Regions from separate parts of the Mus musculus genome. Here region 2 is linked to region 1. Evidence: chromatin contacts called from public Hi-C data. All regions are on one chromosome and are shown on one strand. Each heading gives the region's core, a stretch centred on a gene start, on an enhancer-like site or on the middle of the called end of the contact. The rest is flanking DNA. Distances are from core to core; before and after follow the strand shown. Region 1 has its middle 34 kb from the start of A830009L08Rik. Region 2 overlaps Ssbp2 (single-stranded DNA binding protein 2).

The links. Hi-C and Micro-C count contacts between places; a contact is called where the count stands out from the background.
Region 2: a contact with region 1 is called in a Hi-C map of pre-megakaryocyte-erythroid progenitors, with 3 times the contacts expected there. The contact joins two enhancer-like sites. A contact is called at or near these places in 2 of 484 Hi-C or Micro-C datasets (brown adipocytes and pre-megakaryocyte-erythroid progenitors) and 1 of 9 other capture datasets (embryonic stem cells).

Annotation. Positions count from the first base shown.
Region 1 is chr13:91,419,460-91,424,601 of GRCm38.p6, forward strand. No RefSeq gene overlaps it. Among named protein-coding and RNA genes, the nearest start is that of A830009L08Rik, 34 kb to the left of the region's middle. Within about 2 kb of position 2,227, at least 36 of the 459 cell types and tissues checked have an H3K27ac peak or open chromatin away from gene starts, as enhancers often do. A contact at or near this core is called in pre-megakaryocyte-erythroid progenitors, where this site is marked.
Region 2 is chr13:91,610,439-91,615,422 of GRCm38.p6, forward strand. The region is part of intron 4 of Ssbp2 (single-stranded DNA binding protein 2); the gene reads left to right. Among named protein-coding and RNA genes, the nearest start is that of Gm41016, 79 kb to the left of the region's middle. Within about 2 kb of position 1,678, at least 15 of the 459 cell types and tissues checked have an H3K27ac peak or open chromatin away from gene starts, as enhancers often do. A contact at or near this core is called in pre-megakaryocyte-erythroid progenitors, where this site is marked.

The sequences.
Region 1 (5,142 bases), core at 977-3,476:
ACTCAGCAATGCTAGCAAGGCTATTATTGTAGGCAAGAGGGTCTACCTTAAGTTTCTCACTAAATTCTGTCACAAATCATTCCATTGCTCTGGTGTTTACTATGCATTTGAAGCTACTAAGGACCATTTAGCTGAGTGTCTCATGGTCTGGGAAAAGGTCCCTCGCACTCTTGTGTGATGATGAATATAGTTACAGGCTCAAATTCCCTTGCAAAAGAATTGAAGGAGCGTTGAAATCGTTATATATTGCTAGACCTCCACTGTATCAAATATGCCTGAAATACATAAGTTATTGGCTAAAGTTGGGACTTTTTTTTTAGTTGAGAATTTTCATCATGGTGGTATTTATTGTAAGGGGATCTGAACTGTAATATAACACAGTTACAGTCATAAATATAATTATGAGTATGTGAGTGCTGAGGGAATACAGCAGAGGAGATTAATTAGAGACAGGTAGTTCCAGGACTTCCTTCTCCAAGGGCTTTGGGCTGATGCAGGGGGCGGTCTTGCTTCTCACCAGATTTCTCTTTGCCTCTAGGGACTCTCCTACACTGAGAGCTACAGACAGAAGGGGAGGTCTTTCAGCTGCACCCAAATCACGAGCACCTTCAGATGCCCTCATTAGAAGTCTCACCTCACTCCTTTAACACAGCTACTGTTACTGGAAAATATTGTCTTCCATTAGCAACTTCTGGGACATTTGACGATGTCTCAGGACTTGGAAATCGTCTTTTAAAATGAACCAGGATGCAGATCACTAAGGGTCAAACCCTCAAAACTCTATTAATGAAAAGTGTGTTTAATAATGGACCTAATAAATTATGAAGCATTCATGGGCTCTGACACGGCTGTTGCTGGGACACTGTAGCCGCTCTCATCTGTCCAGTTACACAGGAGATCTTACATTCGAGTAGTGATGTGACTCCCTGTTTCTTTTTGTCTCCTGGACACCGACACATTTTATAGCTTCACATATTTAGTAAGACACTCCAACCATTGAAGAGCAGGTCCATTAGCAGATATAAGATTTGTGTTACAGTACATTATTTGAATAGATCTAAACAGCATGGTCACTGCTGACATTAAAAATAATTTAGAAACTAACTCAGAGAGATAAAGACAGAGTCCATGATTTTTGCTGAGTACCTTGAAGGGATGCTTATGCACAGCTAGCAGCAGTTACAGCTTCCTGGATGACTGGACCTCAACCCCTTGATCTGAAGGTTACTTTAATGCATCGAGAAATATTTCATTGCCACCAATAAGGTGCAGAGACAATACAGCTGGAGCACAAGTCAAGCCAGAAATGAGAATTTTGTGCTTTTAGCTCCCAAGGTGAGATGATCAAGTACATTGTGCTGACCATTAACTGTTGCAGTTTTAGCATGGCAGTGGTTCACTGCAATGCCAGGCAAGTCACTTAAGCCCTTAGCTCCTTGGATTCCCAACTTGGCTTCTTCCAACTTGCATGTCAAAGCCTCACAGAAGTGTGTTTTCACTGACCAGTTTCCAGGCACCCCAGTAAGTACTCTTGTCTATGGGAGTAAAGGTCAGGGACTTTATTAAAAACCAAGTTGCTATTACATAAGTACCAACCCACAATCAGTGACTACTGGGAGTTGGAAACCATCAGTCTAGCAAAGGAGGAATTCCAATCATCTATATGGATAAAGTGCCAGAAAGCAAAATGTACTTTTTTTCTGTTTTTACACAACTGGAAAGGTGAAAGCAAGCTGAAGCAAACAGCTTGGAAAGCCTTGGGCAGGACAAAGCAGCCCCAGGTTAGTAAGAGGAAGAAAGGGTGACTTGGGATCCAGGGCTTCACCCTGGGAGTGATTGTCATCACAGGATTCAAATGATCACTTCTGAAAGCTTCATTCCAGACTGAGGTGTCCTAATTTCAGCTTCAGAGAAGTATTGACAACAACAGAAGGAGGAGAAATAAAGAAGGGGAAAAACAGACTAAAAGGAAAGAAAGGACTGGGGTTGTTTGCATGTGATAAATGATCAATGGTCAGTTACTTGAAGGCATCAAGAACAACATTTCAACAGTGTTTTGCAGCCCCAGACCCCAGCAGAAACTCCCTTCAGGAGGCTCTAGCAGCAGCCTCTGCACCTACAGCACAGAAAGCTGCTTGCAGTAACTGTCACCTTCAGGATGACAGCCAGGCGACAGAGCATATCACCCAGAGGGTCGTCCTTGTGATAACACGAAACCAAGTGAACTTGGTCATTTCTTGGTGTTTTAATAACGCTGATGCAAAATATGAGTAAAATTACAGGTGCCAGTCCCCGCTGCAGCGTGCTGATAAACAGCTCCCCATTTCGTAGTGGCTGGTCACATCTGGAGCCTTTAGGGATGCGAAAGTACTGGAAGGATTATTGCAAAAACTTAAAGACACTTTTGCTGCCAATACTTTGTTTTTAACCTAAATTAGTGGGGTTTGGGGAGGAGGGAGGCGCTTTTTTTAGAGAGTTGCAATGCTTATATCATATACCTATTTAAACCCTAATCAAATAGCAAGATTGGAAAGGGGATTAAGTGTGGACTAGTTGCTCGGAAACTTTTCCAAATTGACCTTAAATAATCAGAGAACAGTATAAAGCTATGGAATTGTGGATATGTTTTCTAATAATAAACGCTATCAAATTCCTCAGTTAAAATAACCTGCCCAAACTTGGTTGATCATCGTTGATAACCTCTTTTATAATATCAAATTTGCAAGCAATGTGCACAGTGTCAGAGTCTTAACATAAGTGAAAGAACACAGTTGTTATTCACTATGGAGTTATGAATTTCAATAACCACAGACATGGACATAATGTCCTGGGAAATGGTTGATATTTTGACTTACTTTGAATAACGCTCTTCTTTCAGTATAAATATTTCTTTATGCCTCGCGTCTGCTTTAAGGTTGTTTGGGTTGGGAGCAGAACTAGGAATAGATGATGCAGATTCTGGGTCAAACTCATCACGATTTGTCTCGTGTCTCTTGAAGGATGATTGTGTACATGTATAGTTAGTAGTGTGAAGACCCCTTATATGTTTCTCTCTTCCACTTCCCCTTTGATTGAGAAAACACAATAAAAATCCTCTGGCAGAAATTTGACACGGCCATTGAAGTCTGGCTTCCAGGCTTCCTTCAATGAATACACAAGGTTTGCCATGGCATTACATAGGTTGACCGGAAAGCAAATATTTGCAACAATATGGTTGGACTTATGCTTGTATATTTATTACAGGGCTTATTTGTAGAAAACATTCCTTTTGGACCAGCAAAATGGCTCAGCTGGTAAAGGCACTTGCTGTCAAGCCTGATAACATGAGTTCAATCCCTGAAAGCCATATGTTGGAAGGAGAGAACCAACACTCTCAAGCTAGTTTTGTGACTTCAACACACACACACACACTAAATGTAAGACTATGTCTCATAAAAAGAATATTTAAGGCAGATCGTAATGTAGGGAACTTAACAGACTTTACTGGACATAGACACAGTGTAGTATGCTCAGAACGTGAAGCTCTCAATCTCTTTCTTCATATAAATGAGCAGAGATACATAACAAGTTGATCTTGAATCTATCTGGTAAAAAGGACCACCTCATTGACTGTACACTGCTAGTGCATGCAAACACCAGAACACACGGTCTTAGATGTATATCAGCATCAGATGTTACTTCACTGAGAAATTAATTTGTTGGCCAAGATATGCCAACATAAATGAAAAGAGGCCCATGCGCCCTCTCCAGTTCTAGTCTGCTACGGTCTGAAAGTTCGAGTCCCTCTAAACTCACATGTTGAAATCCTGTCCCTCAAGGTTTCGGGAGGTAGAAAGATGATTATGTCTTCTTTAGAATGGAGCTTCTCTGGGTGAAAGTTGTATCTTACCTAGAGAGAGACAGACAGACACAAAGAGAGAGACAGACAGACAAAGACAGAGACACAGAGAGAGACAAGAGACAGACAGAGACAGAGAGATACAGAGAAAGACAGAGACACAGAGAGAGACAAGAGACAGACAGAGAGATACAGAAAAAGACAGAGACACAGAGAGAGACAAGAGACAGAGAGGGAGACAGAGGCAGACAAAGAGAGCCCTAGAGAGCTTATTTGCCCTTCACCTTGGGAGAACACAGTGAGAAAATTCCATCCATGAGGACGGGGACTCTGACCAGACACCACGTCTGCCAGAACCTTCAGCCTTAGAACTCCAAGGGATAAATTCCTGTTGTTTATGAGCCACCTGTCTATGATACTTATCAGAGCACAGATATTCTAGATGCCATCCTTTCTGTCTAAAGTCTCACCTTAAGCCTCGTATATATTCCTCTTTGGGACAGTAATGGAGAATCCCTAATTGACTAAATCAAGAAGTTAAAGACTTTTTTCCTATTTTTTTTTTCTGTTTTCTTTCAAATTCCACATATTGAAGGGATATTCTGAGTTGGCTTCAAGATTATAATACTTATATGTGAGAGAGGAGAAGGATGATGCTCACATTTGCCGAATGCTTGCCATTCTTGCTGGAATGATCTCCCATACTCCTTACAAGGAACTGAAAAGAGAAACACAACTCTCCCCACGGTGATGATGCAGACGGAGACCTCCTGAGAGTTCATACATCACAAGCCGAAGTTTCAAGCTGGGTCTAGCTCTAAAGCACGTGTTTTCTCCACTGCACTTTGGTTCCTTTTTTTTTTTTTATTCTGAAACTTTATATAAGAAGGACCAGAGGGAGAGAATTCCTTCAGATAAAAATATCTAATATTATTTGAAACATACTTGCATACATCATTAGAAAATCTATGTGATGCAAAATGGCTCTTAAAAAATATCTCCCATATCCCAACTTGCAATTTATGTCTTGAACAGCGTAACTAGAAAGTTCTGTCTTGGTGGCTGAAAAGGACAGGTGGAAATTTCTGCTTTTGATACAACAAAAGCTACAGGACTCCTGGTGGTGATGACCTTTTCAGTGGTGTGTTACTGTTTTAGCCAAAACTCCCCTTGCCAGGAAAGGCAAGCTACCCAAAAGAAGTTTATTGTGAAGTTTAAATGGGCGATCTTCTGGCCATCCTAGGGAAAAATAAATAAATGTATAGCCCACACACTGGACTTAGGGCTGGATCGTTAACTGAAGA
Region 2 (4,984 bases), core at 428-2,927, 190 kb after region 1:
CGTATATCAAATATCATATGCCTTAAATATTTATTTTTATATGTTACATTGCAAAAATTCTAGAAAAGAATTATCCAGTGGAATGCTTAATGAAAACAACTTATGAAACATAATTTCATAGTCACATCTCTTAGAAAAACCTAAGAGTAGCCATTTCCAGGCCTTTTTGTGCTGTTTCTTTTGGGTAGAGGGTGGAAAGAGTAAGGAGAAGGGCAGTGGGAGGGAGAATGGTTCCCATGGTGACTTCTTACCCTGTAAGTTTGGAACACTTCCGACACAACCCGGGGTTCTAGAATGTATGTTTTCTGTTTGGATTGTGTCTTGCTCTGGCAGGGTGAGTTCAGCCCTGCGCTCCCCTCTTTGCATGTCTGTGTGCAGAGTGTGATCGCCCTGCTCAGCTGCTTTCACACTTCTGCCAGGCCAGAGAACTGAGCAGTGACTGTTTCCTCAATGAAGAGCTGGTGTTTTATGACACCTGACAATTACACATTTGAAATTTTCACACCTTTTTAAAAAAAAAAACAGAAATATGAATCTAAAAGCATTGTAACTTCTTTTCTAACTAAATCTGAAATGTGCTCAGTTCACTGTGACACATCATATATATTTTATTTAATAAATAATTAAAAAGTTTCTTAGCATTTTAGTTTTTAAGGGAAATAATTTTTAGTTGGATAATAATTAGACTTAAGCTGTATATGTTGAAAGCACAAAAGAGTTGAATGTTATTTTTGCTTTTTGACAAATAAAAGCTTCTTTGATATTTTCAGGTATGTTATAGCAACTGTAAATACTGTCAGAATAGATTGACAAACAATTTTAAGTCTTTTGAGGTTTACCTTAGGATTTTGATTTAATAAACTATATCTGAAAACTGACACATTTACAGAAATCTAAAGGGAAAAATTATTCCTGTACCAGCATATATTAAAAGAAGCTGATTTTAGAAACATACTTGTGATATTTGATAATGAAAATGAATTTGGAATTTCAGAAATACACAATTAAAGGAAGAAATTAACTTTATTATTTGTTACACGTATGTCTTATAAACATCTTCTTAAGAACATTTAGACTTCTTAAACATTCTTTCCATATTTGTAGCTATCACATCACAGGTTAGAGGCCCATGGGTCTTGTTTGACTCCATGGTAAATAGAGTACCACCACCCCACTGAATAAATAATTTTCTGACCACTAGTTTGGTCTTGTCGAAGAGAGAGGAAGGTGACCTGTAAAAGGCATGAAGCGGAACACAAGTTGAAGCAAGGTTCTCTTCTTAAATAATGCAGGTGGCTCCTCTCTAAAAGTGAACTAGTGTTTAGACAGCCATGTGAATTACAAAAAGGGTAGTCAAATCTTAGAAAATTTCTGTTACATATTTGGCTTAAACATGCAACATTTTGCATTTTGACAGCATGTATATATGAATGTTCATGTTTATGCAAATAGCATCCTTTTCTCTGGGCTTGGGAATACTAAATCTGCATTGACTAATTATGAACTTAGTAGACGGCTGTGGATTGAATGCATGTTCCTAAAAGTTGAAATCTTAACCCTAGTGTGATGCAATTTGAATGTGGGTTGGCTGCTATCTGGCATTAGGCAGTCTGACCACAGAGGCTTCATGGTTAATTGCCTCATTGATAAAAGAAATAGAAGGGGAACTCTGTTCTGCTGCCACATATATGTGCAATGAGAAGTTACCCATCTACAGATCAGGAGCACAGACCTCATCGGTCACTGTATCTACTGACACCTTCGTCTTGCACTTCCTAGCCTTGAGATCTGTGAATATGTTTGCATTTAAGCAACTCAGGTTTTAGAAAGTGCTGTAACAGCCAAACTAACTTAAGACTTATACAATAGGATAGATAAAGAATATATTGAGAAGGTAGCCTTAGGTATGTATCATTATTGAAATACGAGATGCATCACTCAGAGAAAAGTGCAGAAAACTATAAGGTACACACACAGCAGAAAGAATGCAAGGTGTACACTCCTGTTTATAACAATAAGCTATAAAGCCTTTGGGAGTAAACTTAGAAAAAGACATGAAGAGAATTAGAAGCTATTTAGCATGTATTCCTAAATGAAAAATGGCTGGCTCATATGTTAGGCTAATATTTATTTTTAAAATCATAAGAATATTTTATCAGTAGTTAGATTTGAGTGCTGAGTTTACATTTGATTTTCCTTACTTATTTTTATGTTTTTGCTTCAGTAATCTGCATTGTTACAGCGAATCGTTTATTACCATGTTGTTCATAAAACCAACTAATATTTAACCAAGATAAGACTATGGAGTAAAGCCAGGCAGTGTGAGAAGACTTTGGCCAGGTCCGGCACCTTACAACAGTATGTTCAAGAAAATGCTGGTTGGTCACAAAGAGCTAGAGAATGTTCTCACAGCATACTACTAGTCTCTTAGAACACTTTTAGGCCTTCATTCTTTATATTTAACTAGCATTTACAGGGTCGACTGTGTGACTGCTCTCCTGAAACTTACTTCCCATCAAAAAGCATACAATTAACCAGTTCTGCATTACATTTAAGAACATTCAGAAATATTTCCTATTTCCAAAGATAAAATATCACATTTTAGTTTATGGAACTGTTGTTAACTTTTTAATGCTATGTTTCATGCTAATGGTTGATTTTGAAGTGAACATTGCAGTTATTTTGTGGTACGTAGAGTCTATAATGGAGATGGGGGGGGGGCTTTGTTCTATAAGCAAACAAATTTTATTTGAGCAAAAATAAGTTGGTAATTAGAGAAAATAACCTCAGTGGAGAACTGTTATTAGCAGGCTCACTGGAAGTTTCTCTCACCATCTGCACTGTAGTCCTAGCCAGATGCGTGCTGTAAAGTTCAATGGGTCTTGATAGGCATTGCCTTGATTTCAGTGGCTATATGATGCTAAGAATTCTTGACAAATAAGAAAAATTAATTTTTAACAAAATTTATCTAAGTTAATGTTTTATTTAAATTAGTATAAATGTTTTCTTTTCTCCATATAATACAAAATCAGTTGTTGAGAGCAGTCTTAAGATTGAAGCCTAGCTTGCCTGTAAGCTGTATAGAAAAACAAATCAAACCTTATTCCATTTCCCCTTTGAATACAAATTAAATACACACGATTCAGTAGTTTAAATGTAGTTTGTTAGGAGGGGTTTTATGTAATTTTATATATAAAAAAGAAATCATTAAAGAATGAGATTTGAAACAGAATGTATAAGGCATGTTCTGGCTGCAAATTGTGAAATTTAACATGTGTCAATGAAATATATAAATAATAATTATATAGTCCTAAATAAAAGTAATCATGCATTTAAATTATACCCATATACATAGGCATGTGTGTGTGTGTGTGTGTGTGTGTGTGTAAGAGGGAGGGAGAGAAGGAAATTTTATCTTTTTCTACTGATTATAGATAATGAAGTAATTTGAATTTACTAAAACCTCAAGAAAATATTTTTGCAAGAAGTGTCATGTGTTAGTGAAGTGTGTTGTCTGTAGTGTCATGAAATAGTTTTGAAGGAGATGGTAGAAGTCACTTTGCCATAGTGGAATCGCTCCATGAGCATCATTCTGTCAAGTACTCCCCTTGTTGTCCCCAGGTGTGCAGGGTGTCATATCCAGATGGCGTCTCACTGTTCACTTGGCTGTGATCAGAATAAATGTGAGTTCACATGTCTGTGGTGATCATAATGAGTGTGAGTTCACGTGTCTGTGGTGATTATATTGAGTGGGAGTTCACACTGGCTGTGATCAGAATGAAAGTGAGTTCACATGACTGTGCTCATAAATGTGAGTTCACACTGGCTGTGATCATAGTGAACGTGAGTTCACATGGCTGAGATCAAAATGAATGTGAAGCGGGTTTTTGTTGACTATACTACCCCTCCTTTAACGTCTTTAATTAATCTGTTTCTTGTGTACTCAGGAAGTCACTAATGACATTTGAGGAGAGGAAGCTTCTTAGCTTCCCGCCTGACTGTGCAGCTTTTATTTTTTATTGAAATTGTGATCTCAGCCAAAAACCAGTTGGTGGAAGGAAGGAGTCATGAATGAAAAGCAGGGAGAAAAGGCAGGGAGAGGTTGTACAGAGGAACAAAGGAGAAAATCATAAAGCTAGTTATGCAGATACTAATTCATTGTAAAAGGTGTGGCTAGGACACAAACACTGTCATCTCATCCCTGCTACTATGCAGGACCATGAGGAACACACATGATTGTGCTTCTGTCATGGAAGTTTACATGATGATTTTGTTATGGTTTGATTTTTCATTTAACAACTAGAAAGCACCCATTTCTTTAATGTTCTTGATAATTGTCTCTCTTCAGTCCCTGCTTTGCGAGCCTGAAGTTCTAGATCATAGTCCGCCCACCCCACTTTCCACAGATCCACCCCTTCCCTAGCCATCCGATTCTGCCCTTTGGAGAAAGAATGTACAAGGCCAATTTGCACTGGTCAGAATATTCCCTAGTATATAGTCTTCTGCTTGAGCAGGTCCCCTTCCTAGGGCTGTACCTACAGAGAACGACGATGTGTTGCTGCCAACACTGTGAGTTAGCATGCGCCGCTGCCCTGAAGGTGTCACTTGGAGTCATCCTCTGCTCCAGCTCTTACTCCTCCCACCCTCTCTCCTCTAATGACCTCATGTGCCATGTGTGTTCTCACGTGCAATTTTCCGAGTTAATCACCGTCTACTACAAATAGAAGCTTTTCTGATGAAGCTTGTGAGATGTATAGATGTATATGGGGTTCTGAGTGAGACACATATCTGATGCAAAGGTAATATTCACAGATGAGAGAAACTATGTGATATTTGACTTTCTGAGACTGTGTCACCTCACTCAGGATTGTTTCCAGCTCTCAGTTTACTCACAAATCCATTTACCTACAAATTTTATAAATTTATTTTTATTAATAATCTGAATATTATTCCTTTCTATAAACATACCACATTTTTATTATTC